Linked DNA regions of Mus musculus: region 2 is linked to region 1. Evidence: chromatin contacts called from public Hi-C data. All regions are on one chromosome and are shown on one strand. Each heading gives the region's core, a stretch centred on a gene start, on an enhancer-like site or on the middle of the called end of the contact. The rest is flanking DNA. Distances are from core to core; before and after follow the strand shown. Region 1 has its middle 32 kb from the start of Arl14ep. Region 2 holds the start of Kcna4 (potassium voltage-gated channel, shaker-related subfamily, member 4).

Region 1 (6,631 bases), core at 1,362-3,861:
TTTACAGTAAATGGTGATTAATACAGAGAACTACAACTCATCAGAATGTAAAAACTCCTGAGCATTTTGAGGTGCTCAGTTTTAAATAGGACATTTATATAACATTCCTTCTCTCAGGGCTCAGAGGTCACTGCAGCAGAGCAGCCAGAAGATCCAAGAGGCCTAGGAAAGGGACAGCTGCTGTGAATCAGTATTTGTCAGGCAGGACAGTACTGTTGCATACATAAATTCACTGCACCTGTGTCTTAAGACACAAGACCTGTATAAGATCAAGCCAACCTGAATCCAGCAGAGATGGTGGAGGGCCTCATAGACCTCACATGTAGCTGAGGAGCTACTGACAATTGATGGATCCTAGAATTGGAAGGAAGCCTGTGCTCTCTTTGGGAATTCAGGCTCTAAGAAGCTACTCTTACACCAGTAGGTGGTTCCACACACATGAATTTATAGGGATCACTAACTGGACTCAGTGGGTTGAAAAAAGAAGAGCACATAAAACTAGGAGGGAAAAGGTGGTGCGAAGCCTAAGGGGAGAGTTGGAAGGAATTAAAAGGGGTTGGATGTGTTCAAAATAGATTATATGCATGCATGAAAGTTTCAAGCAATTAAAAAATATTACTTCTCAAGTCTTAGGGAATCTTTTTTCAGGATGGAATGTTTCATCTCATCTCTTGAAATTGCTGCACAAGCTCAAGATTCAGGAGGCCATGGTTTGATCCCCTGTACCACAGAAAACTAGGTGCGGTGGATCAGACCTGCACTCTCAGCAGAAGGTGTAGAAGTTCATAGTCATCCTTGACTACATAGGAAGCTCAAGTGTATCAGATGAGATAAACTTTACTTTGAGAACACCATTTAATAAAAGACAATTACTGCATTAATTATCTAGAAATCTATATTTTAAAAAGTGTAGGCATTATAAGAACAAAAGTGAAAGCAAAATATGAAAAATAGAATTGTGACAACAGAGACTGGGCCCCTGCCTTAGGCTCCCCAGCGAGCATTTTCCGAGGTTTTGCTTTAATTATGGATTACTAGCTGATCTGGAGAGAGAAGCTTTCAAGGCCAGAAGCTTCAAAAGCCTCTGTTTCTTGTTTTGTTTGTTTGTTTGTTTTGTTGAGACAGAGTTTCTCTGTGTAGCTCTGGCTGTCCTGAAACTCACTTTGTAGACCAGGCTGGCCTCGAACTCAGAAATCTGCCTGCCTCTGCCTGCCAAGTGCTGGGATTAAAGGCGTGTGCCACCACCACCCGGCTCTGTTTCTTGGTTTTGACTAGTCACCATCATATCTCATTTTCTCTCTCATAGGTTGCTTGGAGAGAAGTGTTTCTTCCTCTCTCCTTTTCCTTGTTGGGAGTCCATCCTTCTCAGCCTTTCATAATGGCTTGGGGACTCAACACAGTTCAGTGTCCTAGATAAATTCTCTTTTATTTAGTATTAGAAGCATCTTTTCTTGCTTATTTGGTGTCACTGGGGGAAGCCGCTCATTATAACTTGGAAGTTGCTGTACTGAAACACACATGTTGTCTAGATAGTGCCCATCCGTTTTGTTCCTTCTAAGAACCCAGAGGCTCTTTCAGCATCTAGGACACCTCATGCAATCCAAATAACTCTTTGGAATTGACTTCATTCTCTTTCTATATAGCATAATACATAGTCACTGAGTTCTTCCACTTTTTAAACTTCTTACGAACTTCTTTCTTTAACTTCTGTGCCCTATGCTTGTTTTATGCATTAGATGCCTATGGATATAGCATCCAAGAGGCTTCTTTCTTTTTTCTTTTGGTTTTTCTAGACAGGGTTTCTGTGTATAGCCCTGGCTGTCCTAGAACTCACTTTGTAGACTAGGCTGGCCTCAAACTAAGAAGTCCACCCGCCTCTGCCTCCCAAGTGCTGGGATTAAAGGTGTGCACCACCACACCTGGTCCCAAGAGGCTTCTTAAAGGATACCTGAGGACACTGAAGATCTGCAAAAGAAAGACATCAAATTATGTAAAACAAAGCAACAAAGCCCTAATAGTGGTTAGTCTGTGCCACATTAACATCATTTTCTGGTCTTACTGGTTTAATACAACAGTCTTTATGACTGTCTTACATTACATATCCATTGCAGGTTAATGAGAGACTGAAGTTCTGTGCTCTACAGTTGCCCAAGAAACCCAGGGATAAAGACCCTCTACTGTTTTGAATGAAGCATCTGGAAGAGAATCTTTCTTATTTCTGTGGGAGGACAAGAGAACCAGAGAAAGGTATGGTTGTCACTGCCTCACCTCCCAAATGTCATTGAGTAGAACTAACTGGATGGCTTTTCTTTTCTCAAGTACTGGGACCAAGATGTGCAACCTCCTGTTTGCCCAGAGGAGGAGAAGACAATTAACCCGTCCAGCAGGTCCAGTTATTCGTGGGTCTCGAGGGGACTGCTCCTGAAACCAAATGGGGGGTGAGAGAGAAATGGGTGCCAAGCACAGAAATGACATGGAGTCAGTCTGAATCTTGTCAAGGTCTCGTTGTATTCAGCAAAACTTGTAGTTTTTATACAAAAAGATCAAAGGGGAAATAACCCTTATACAGAAGGGCAGGGGGGAGCAGTGGTAATTTTCCTTGGTGACTACAAGGGGAGGTGCGATATCTAAAAGTACATCTTGTGGTTATGACATCTGCTGTTTGCGTCAGTCAGGTCTGGAATCATCTTGTGGTAATTCTTGAAACATTCCGTTGGTGACCTTTGTCTGGACTTAGTCAGCTTGGGGAGGAGGTCCAGCTTTATGTCTTAACACTTGGTAGTCATCTTTTTCACTTGGATTATTATAAAAAAATTAGTTTTGGCTCCCAACAGACATTGGTGGATTTGTTTATTCATGTTCTTTAAAAAACATCGAAGTTAAGAAGGAAATCCAAATTAATAAATAATTAAAAATAGAGAAAAATCTAAATTAAAATATATAGTCAAATATTTCATGATTAAGTTAGGTATAAATAAATATTTTTTTTACCTCCACAAAGTTACTTAATTTTAAAGCCCAGGCTTGTACGCTTAGAGTGTATTCCAAAAGTTCCTTCAGTTTCAACTTCTTTCATTTTACCTACAAAGGAGTTGCCTTCATTTTAGCATTTCCATGCATGTCCTCCATGCTTTGACCATAGCCAGCCTCCCGTTACTGTCTCTCCTGTCACCTTCTGGTGGGTCCTTTCACATACTCTAGATTACCCATAAGAGGGAAAAAAATCATGCAATGTTTATAATGTTCAATCTTCTGTGTTTTGCTTGGCACAATGATTTCCAGTTTCACACATTTTTTTCCTCTTCTTCCCCTCCCTTCTCCCCCTCCTCCTTCTTTTGCATTCGAAATGTGTTTATTTTTTTCTCTTTTATTAAACAGACCAATTAACCTGAATAGTTTCCCTTCCCTCCACCCCTACCAGCTACCACCATCACCTCTTCTCCCATTTGGATCTACTTCCTTTCTTCTCTCATTAAAAAATAACAGGCTTCTAAGAAATAACAACAAAACACAACAAAATGAAATATAATATGATAAAACAAAACCCATTATATCAAAGTGGCACAAGTCAAGCCAACAGAAAAATAAAAGAACCCTGAGAGAAGGCACAGGAATCAGAGACCCACTACATATAAAGTAGTCCCATAAAAGTACTAAATGTACTGAGAAGCTACCATATACATGCAGAGAACCCGGTGTAGATCCGTGTAGGGTTTGTAGTTGCTGCTTCTGTTTCTATATTCATATTTTTCTTTTTAAAATAATTTTTATTGGATATTTTCTTTATTCACATTTCAAATGTTATCCCCTTCCCCCCAAACCCCTTGCCTCATCCCACTTGCCCCTGCTTCTATGAGGGTGTTTTCCTATCCATCTACCCACTCCTGCCTCCCCGCCCTTGAATTCCCCTACACTGGGGCATTGAGCTTTCACAGGACCAAGGGTCTCTCCTCCCATTGATGGCTGACAAGGCCATCTTCTGCTACATGTGCGGCTGGGTCCCTCCATGTGTACTCCTTGGTTGATGGCTTAGTTCCTGGGAACTCTGGGGGGTCTGATTGGTTGATATTATTGTTCCTTTAATGGGGTTGTAAACCCCTTCAGCTCCTTCAGTCCTTTCTCTAACTCCTCCATTGGAGACCCTGTTCTCAGTCCAATGGTTGACTGAGAGCATCCATGTCTGTATTTGTAAGGCTCTGACCTCTCAGGAGACAGCTATATGAGCCTCCTGTCAGCAAGCACTTGTTGGCATCCATAATAGTGTCTGGGTTTGATAACTGTATATGGGATGGATCTCAACTTGGTGCAATCTCTGGATGGCCTTTCCTTCAGTCTCTGCTCCACACTGTATCTCTTTATTTCCTCCCATGGGTATTTTGTTCCCCCTTCTAAGAAGGACCGAAGTATCCACATTTTGGTTTTCTTTCTTCTTGAGCTCCATGTGGTCTGTGAATTGTATCTTGGGTATTCCAAGTTTTTGGGCTAATATCCACATATCAGTGAGTGCATATCTTGTGTGTTCTTTTGTGATTGGGTTACCTCACCCAGGATGATATTTTCTAGTTCCATCCTTTTGCCTAAGAATTTAATGAATTTATTGTTTTTAATAGCTGAGTGGTGTACCATTTTGTAAATGTACCACATTTTCTGTATCCATTCCTCTGTTGAAGGATGTCTCAGCTTCTGGCTATTAGAAATAAGGCTGCTATGAGCATAGTGAAGCATGTATCCTTGCTATATGTTGGAGAATCTTTTTGGGGTATATGCCCAGGAGTGGTATAGCTGTATAGGTATAGAGTCCTCAGGTAGTACTATGTCCAATTTTCCGAGGAACCACCAGACTGATTTCTAGAATAGTTATATCATCTTGCAATCCCACCAACAATGGCAGAAGTGATACATATTTTTCAAATGACATAATTTCATCCCTTATGGCTGAATAAAAGTCCATTATATATATATGTACTATTTAAATTACTTTGCTATTGGTGTGATAAAACATTGTGAAACTTATAAAAGAAAGCATTTATTTGAAGCTTACACTTTCAGAGGGTGAGTCCATGACCATCATGGCAGAGAAAATAGCAAGTCGGCAGGTATGGTTGAGAGCTTATACTTTCATTCACAATCAGAAGGCAGACAGACAGACAGACAGATAGACAGACACACACACATAGATAGAGAAATAGAGAAACAGAGACAGAGACACACAGAGACACAGAACAGAATGAAGCAAATCTTTTGAAACCTCAAAGTCACCCTCTTTAAACAAGGCCACACCCCCTAATCCTTCCCAAACATCTCCACAAATTGTGAACCAATTATTCAATCATACGAGACTTTGGGGGCCACTCTCATTCAAACCATCAAATGCACCAAGCTTTCTTTTTGTGTTGTTTGATATCTAGGCTGATCCCGTAACTTGACTATTGTTGATAGTGCAGTATTAAATATAGATGTGCTGGTATCTCTGTGATATCCTGACATATTTTTTTCAAATATGTGCCTAAGGATAACATCTCTGAAAAAGTTTGTTTCTTAATTTCAAAGCCTTCTGATCGCTATAAAATTACAAACATTTATGAATTGGGTGTGTGAATGTAACCAGTAACATCAGACACAGTTGCAAAACTCTTTATTCCTTTTATTGTGATCTATTTATAATACATTTATTATATTTTATACATGTGTAATAATGTATTTTGGTCATATTTAGCTGTGTCTTCCTCTTTTGTTCATCTTTCTTCTTGATTAGCCTACCTTCTAATTTTGTTTATATCTTTTGTTTTGCTACATGTGACCTTCATTAGGGCTGTAAAGGAAGTGTGATGGGAGTTTGTTACTGGAGCAGAGACACTCTCCCAATCCTATACCATTGAAGAAAATATTTCTACCTCCTCCACCAACTGCTACCTGCACATAAATCTTCAGGGAAGGGTGGGATCCCACACGTGCCTCCTCTTTTCATCTTTCATAACTTTATAGGTACATTTAAAAACACTTTCTATGCCTCCAATTTTAACAATGCCTCTGAAAAAAAAAATCTTTTAATGGCTCCCGATCGACAGTAAGTGGTGTAGAGACCTAGGTTTTTGCACTTGACATTTGATTCCTAGGGTTTCAGTGCCATTTCTGACATAGTGGAGAAGAAGGTCAATATTTGTTGAAATGCTGAACAAAAAGATAAAACAGTCCACCCTGCACTTTTGAGGAGAGTACAGCCCAGAGAAGAAAACACCACTTGGGGAAAGCGCAGTGCATTGCTGTAAATGCTACCAGTCAAAGCCCCAGGAGGAAAGAGCTTCTGTGCATATAAACAGAACAATTGCAGGAGAATTTCATAAAAATTTGGGCAAGATCAAGAGGAAAGGGAAGAGAGGAGAGAGGGCCAGCCGCCTCAAAGGTGATTTTAGTTCAAGGGGCTCGGCAGCCTGCAGACATTTCCTGAATCAGAGAGAGACAGCAAGATGTGAGGCCTATGCCAGGCAAATCAAATAATCTCACAAGGAAAGGTGAGGCCCAACATGTTAAATCATGGAGAGGAGACCATGGAAGGAGGGAGCAGGGCACAAAGGTTCTGGAGTGGAGTACTATTGAGGAAGATGGAGAATCACACAGAGAGTCTATTGTG
Region 2 (6,631 bases), core at 1,266-3,765, 280 kb after region 1:
TTTCATATCTGCATCATAGCACAGGTTGAGATCTGTGAATCTGTGACAGGTATTTGCTTACATGGATACGTGGGCACAGACTGTGTGGCATCACTGAAACTGAGGAGAAGCTTTCCGTATGTTGCAAAGCCACACATATAAGGGCTAATTCTGCTACTATATCATAAATTAAACAACTTCAGTCAAAGTTTTATAACCCATGCGAATCTCAATTTCTTTATATCATAGTGACAGAATAGTACCAATCATACATAATGTTTAGTCGTGCAGGTTAAGCAAGACAACATGCATGCAGATAACTTAGAACATTGTCAGTGATGGGATGGTCACTCAATGACTAGTCCATACCATGACCAAGTAGTCAATAAATACTTGTTCCATGTTCTGAATGAGTATTGTCATTAGAGTGCCTTCTATTCAGGTGAATTGTTGCTATTATTTAGTAGTTTCTCTTCCTGATACCTAAGAAAGAAAGATGCTTATGAAAACTTCAGGCATTTAAATGTTTAAAACTTTCTGGACCACAAGAAGAATAAATAGCCAGTGACATGTATAAGCATACTTTGCAAAGTTTCCATGTGATCCAATAAAAACATCCGAGCTTCGATACAACCATTATCTTTAGTACATTACTCAATCTCATCTTTCAACTCTCTGGAAGCATTCCATAGCTATTGTGGATTGATCTTACAAATTGCTTTTGGAAACTGGTCCCAAGATCTTATACCCTATGCCCTCAGCCCTGATTCTACCATTCTCTAAAACATCCTTCTGATGGCCTAACAGTAAGTCAGTCCTCTCTTTCTGGCACCTGTAAGACTGCACAAGGACCTAACCTTTATTTTGGAATCAAAAATGATTGCTTTCAGTTTTGGAGAAGTCAGTCCCTCCCATTTGCTGGAATGAGCTCCAATTTGGAACGACTTGGAACAAGTAGCTTCTCTAGGTGCCTGTAGGAACTTTTCTCTGTTCCTCCACCTACAGGGTAGGGGTGGGGCAGGGATGGGGTGGTTGTGGAGGGTGTTTGGGATAAATTTGTTTGTGCCATAATCTCAAGGTGCTCTGACTGGAAGAAGATAGGAAAACCAGATCCCACATTACAGCTTATTTGCTTGTTTCCCCTTCAGTAATTACATTTCAGCCCCCACCCCATTATTTTAAAAATTAAACAACTAAAGCAGTCTTCCAGGTGTCTTTCCCCACGTCAGCAGCGACAGGGTGAGTGCAGTGCACAGGGGCATATCTATAATTCAGCTCAGGAATATTTTCCTTAATAATTAATCAGGAATCACAAAAGAAGGAAGCCCAATAGGGCCCATGAACAAAGCTGCTGGAGAGTACAGCTACCCAGGTGCCAACTGACCAGCCCAGGACTGATCTGCTCCCGTAGCTGGACCTGTGTACCGTACTGCTTATTCAAACCATAAGGTGTGCTGAGGGAGATGGCCCAAGACCCAAACCTGACCATCACCTTGATTCCCCTCCCACTACACCCTGCCCGGTCTCTGAGCTAACCTTTCTTGTATACCACATCTATGTCCCAGAGACATCCACAAACTAACCACTAATGAAAAAGCACCTAAAGTTTATCTGGGGTGGGGTTGCCTTCCTAGAGACACACTTAGTTGCTTATAGGATAGGAAATGTGGAGTACTTAAACAAACAAACAAACAAACAAACAAACAAACAAACAAGTGGATGGCAGTAAAGTTTGGGGCACTAATATAAAGCCTCTCCAATGGCCCACATGGGCTCTCCAGTTCAGCTTCAATTATCTTTGCAGCAACAGTTTCACAGAGGGGTCAACTCAGCCTTTCAAAAGCTCCAGCCTAGGCCATTTTTAACAGTTTGTCCATAACCCTCCAGCCTCCCTCCTGTTGTGACTTGAGCCTCCTGTACACAGTAGCCTTCGCCGGGGGTCAGACTTCATATTCGACCAGTCTCTAACATATGGTCTAATACATGGGTAAAGTTGATCTTTCTCTGTGCCAACTGGGCCAGCAGCTGAAGCTGCAGACTCTCAGTGTTCCAGGAACGCTGAGACTAAGGTTGGGGTGTACTCACGGGGAGGGGAGGGGGAGGATTTCTGGACCTGCAGTCTGGCCAGAGATGCACCTGAGCCCTACTACCACACCTCTAGGGGTAAACAGATGACCAATGTCTGGGGAGATAAAAGATCAGGGTAAGAAGGGAAGCTGCCCCAAGCTATCCACCCCATTTTCTGGACTGCATCTTTCATCGAAGTCCCTCTCTCCCAGTGTCTCTAGTGGCACCTGTGCTGTGGTCGGTCCTGGACTTCTATTCCAGTTCCTACGGGACACATCTGCCTCCGGGATTTGCTCCTCGCTTGGGGGTGATACCCAAGTGCTCCTGGGATAGTTTCCAGAAGCTAAGCAGTCGTGGGGGCTGGGCCGACGGGTGGGGTCGCAGCGTCGTGACTGTGCCCGCCCAGCCATGCGGGGAGGCACCCCTAGTGACAGCCCCAAAGGCCACACCCTCGGCCCGGCCAGGCCCCGCCCCCGCCCGTGCGCGCTGGCAGCCTGGGGAGGCGTGTGCTGCTCCTGCAGCCAGCTAGAGAGCAAGACTGGGATGGATACTGGAGAAGGAATGCAGGCTTAACAAGTGATCGCTGCTGTCTAGGATTTTGAGTCTTTTTCGGAGAACCTTGACTTCCGTTCCCAGCCCATGTCTGCTGTGCCGAACTCCAGAGGAACCAGAAATCTCCGGGGTCTACCTTGGGGCGTCCCCAATCTCCACCTCTGGGCTCCAGTAACGAGGACTCTGCAATACCCCCTAGCCCCCTGGCCAAGACAACCGAACTTGTTCCGTGGATATTTGGGATCCTCCACCTGCCAAACCTGAGCGATTTTTTTTGTACTGCGCCCCCACCCCCAATGATTCTGCCCCTCCTCCAGCTGTTGCAGCGTGGAAAAGGGGAAACAAATCACCGGGGGGGATTTTTTTCGTCTATTTTTATTTTTCGCACTTGCTGGGAATGGTAAGTATGAGATCTTTCTTATCTTTCCTTCACCTTACTCTTTTGGCTGTTGAGAAACTGTGGACATTTGAGGAATAAATAATATTGAGAATGTGACAGAAGGACATGAATGGAAGGCGGTTAAAAATAAACCAGGAGGTGGGAGAAGGGAGGTGCAGATGCTACGCGGCGCTCCAGGGGCAACCCAGGGGATGGGGCGAGTGCGCCCTGCTTAATGTGCCAGAGCGGGAACCCAGGTCTGGAGGCTAGGGCGCAATTAAAGATGTCGTTCCCCCAACGAGGTGGGGTTTAGATTCAGCATCATTTTCGTTTTGCCTGATCCCAGCCTCACCGTTCCTCTCCTTTGCGAACAGCTGATGAGCCGGTCTGTATTGTTGCCTCTCCCAACATTCAGATGGCATGCATTTTCAGAGTGTTTGAGCAGTCCACAGGGACTGGATAAATGGTGTGCGTTGAGTTGATGTACGTGTTTCTTGGTGTTGGTTTTTCTGATTCTATCACCTTTTTATGTTTTAATTTTGTCCCTCTCTGCCCTTCTCCCAAATTTGGTTCAGGTACCACCCTAACACAGTTGCAGAAATTAGCATCTAGAAAGGAAAGCAGCCTTGTTGTTGTTGGGTAGGAAGGGAAGAGGGAATGCTTGTTGGTATTTGGGAACATAGAAGCAAGAATAGGTGCCCTGCAAATCCTATTAGTTTAATGGTGTTAAGAAGGTCTCTTGCATAAAGTCTGCTTGATTCTCCTAAGAAGAATACCTGGAGAAAGAGAGATTTTAAATCAGCTTGGTTTGTTTGAAAAAATGGTTTGGTGGGTTTACAATTTGTCTTTTCTTTCTGTCTTCCTTCCTTCCTTCCTTCCTTCCTTCCTTCCTTCCTTCCTTCCTTTCTTTCTTTCTTTCTTTCTTTCTTTCTTTCTTTCTTTCTTTCTTTCTTTCACTTTCTTTTCTCTATCTCCCCTTTCCCACCATGCCTCCCTGCTTCACTGCCTACTTACCTCTCTCCCTCCCTTCCCCCTTTCCTTCTTTCTGTCTCTCTAGGATAGTAAGGTAACTAGTAGCCAATTGAAAGGAAAACAGTTTTCTTTTTGAATGTCAAAGAGTTAGAAAAATAGTAATTAACAAGCCTAAATAAATAAAAGAATAAGGAAGCATTTGCTGTAGAACACAATGAAGGCAGTTCCAGAGCTTGTAGAAGTTACAGTGAGCTGGAAGACCCTCAAATTCATGACATTTGGGGGAGTTACTTGAGTAGAAGAAACATCTTCACATTTGTAAATCTATGGGTATGTCAGTTATTCAGGGCTTAAGTGGTGTCTGTACAAACTGTTTGTGGGTGCTGAGAAGTTGAACACATTCTCAGGCTTTTTGGATTCTGTCAATCTTAAAAAGATGTTGGCTGACATTCCACAGTGAACGTAGTCATAAGGTGGTTTTGTACACAAGGCCTTAGAGGTTTCACCACGGTAAACACTTATGAATGTAAGATGATGTGACCAGGACAACAGAAGAGGGGGGTGTTGCTAGGGATAACTTCTGAGGTGTATTTTCTGGAGTCTTTTGGTTTCAACCAAGGGTGTGTGTGTGTGTGTGTGTGTGTGTGTGTGTGTGTGTGTGTGATGCCCTGTGTTTGCCATTTAAGTTATGGGACCAACACTCAAAGTGAAGAGCAGCAGGTGCTCAAGGGTAGAATCCTGTTAATGGCTTCAGAAAGCCATGGCTCTCATGCCGCCGAAGTGTTTCCAGTAATAGAAACTAGAGGATGCCCAGAACTCTACCTGTTATCATCATTGCCAATTCTCTGGCTCATTTTCTGTATTCTTAGAAGTCCTCTTGGCCAGAGTAAATGGAAGAAGCAGGTGGTCAGAGTTAGGGGCAAGTTTCCTAAGTCCTGGCTGAGGAGATAAAGTCAATGGACTTAGGAGAGCAAAGTAAGAAAAGAGGGCCAGGGATAGCAGATGAGGCAGAGAGATTGGGATATGAAAAAAAAATGTGTGGTGAACTGGAGGGCGAAAGAACAGGATACAGTGAAATGGGGGGTGGGGTGGGTAAAGTGTGTACTCTAAATGCTGCATCCACATGCTTCAGAAGACTATATCAGGTGAACATGACGGCACTTCAAGGAGAGGGGATGGTTACCAAGAGAAGTGGGAACTGAGATCTGCTTCTAGGCCGTGGGTGGTAGGGAGTGTTCAGGAAGCTGGAGTAGAGAAATAAAAAAAAACAACAACAACAACAGGGGCTTGTTTCATGGAGTCAGAGAATGCCAGGTTCACACAGGCATTGTCTAGTGTCATAGTGACATATCTGTCCAAGTTCTGTCTTACCCCACCTCAGAGAGCATCGGCAAAGACTGTGAATTTAGAGAGTGGGTAGATAGATGACAGCCTAGTTTAATGCTGTGTTATCCATAACTGACATATCTGTTGCTATTTACTATGTACATAGACAGTGTGCTATCCTGAGAGCATCCATGATCTCCATGGATCCTTACCAATGTGGGGTAAAGGGGATTGATTATGTTGTCTACATTTTATGATTAGGAAATTGATGATCATTCAAGTAGTGGAGTCTAAACTGAAGAAAAATGTTTTATTTCCCCACTTCTTTAATCCCAAGAAAAAGAAAAATGTAAGGGTACTTAATTCAGCAACATTCCATGAGTGAAAATTTTAAGGAGAATTCCTTGAGATAAATGAATACTGGAAACAGCTGTAAAGTCAGAGCATCACTGTTGTGGAATGAAGAGGATACTATTGAGAATTAAACCTGGCATTGGTGAAGGGGCAGAGGAAAGCAAGAACCGTGTGGGTTGAGAATGGACAGGACCTAAACAAATGAGTTGCCACCAAACAGACTGATCTGAACCAATGACAAAAGAAGAGAGCAAGGTGGATGCTGAGTGGGAGAGATTTTAGAGCAGCCTGCCCCGTATTCTTGAAAAGTTATGGTCTCCTGGTGTGTGTTTCATGATTTGCCTGAGGACAAGAGCAGTGTATGTGGAGTAAAGGGCTGTTTGCTCTCTATGGTTTGATTCTTTTTTTTTTCCCCTGTGCTTATTTCCCATCCCTCTTCAGGTGAAGTGCTTCTTGTGAATGATTCTAGCCAAAGGATGCTCTTCATTTCCTGCTTTCTATGGAGACCTCAGTGTTGAGTTTGCCTCTGCTGGAACTGCGTCTACCACCTTCTCTACCTTCCAAGGTCTTTGCCTCTATCTACAACCTGGCATTGTCTGTGGGTCCATGAAGGCTTGGATGACCTTAGAGGGAAGGTCTGGGAGTCCACCCTCATAGACTAAGCAGCAATGGCTGGGCATATTTTAAGCCGCATTTTAACATGGGTCAAGCCATCAGTAGAAGGCAAGTGCTAAGACTAAAGACTTATTTGAATTTTATTTAAATTAGATGGACTGGGCCTTGGCCAATTTCCATGCAAGAAAAAGTATATTTCATTTTCTAGGCACAACTTCTGAGTGTCAGATACTTGCTGTCTTTGAGTCTTGTGGCGTCATCACCGGACAGCATCCCAGACAGACTTCCAGATTTGAACATCTACCCCCCAACACGTAGGTGTATGGGAGACCACATCATTTCATGACTTATGTTTGAGGAACACTAGGCTGTTGTCTAGACGAGGCA

Evidence for each region. A called contact is a pair of places that touch in the nucleus more often than the background predicts.
Region 2: a Hi-C map of group 2 innate lymphoid cells shows a contact between it and region 1, with 2.2 times the contacts expected there. The contact joins the promoter of Kcna4 here to the enhancer-like site in region 1. A contact is called at or near these places in 1 of 15 datasets of contacts at CTCF or cohesin (the NIH/3T3 cell line), 4 of 484 Hi-C or Micro-C datasets (cerebral cortex, forebrain and group 2 innate lymphoid cells) and 1 of 115 datasets of contacts at active chromatin or transcription factors (neural progenitor cells).

Annotation. Positions count from the first base shown.
Region 1 is chr2:107,003,415-107,010,045 of GRCm38.p6, forward strand. No RefSeq gene overlaps it. Among named protein-coding and RNA genes, the nearest start is that of Arl14ep, 32 kb to the left of the region's middle. Within about 2 kb of position 2,612, at least 16 of the 459 cell types and tissues checked have an H3K27ac peak or open chromatin away from gene starts, as enhancers often do. A contact at or near this core is called in group 2 innate lymphoid cells, where this site is marked.
Region 2 is chr2:107,288,074-107,294,704 of GRCm38.p6, forward strand. It overlaps Kcna4 (potassium voltage-gated channel, shaker-related subfamily, member 4), which reads left to right and starts at 2,516. Exons shown (of 2, transcript NM_021275.4): 1 at 2,516-2,998; 2 at 6,071-6,631.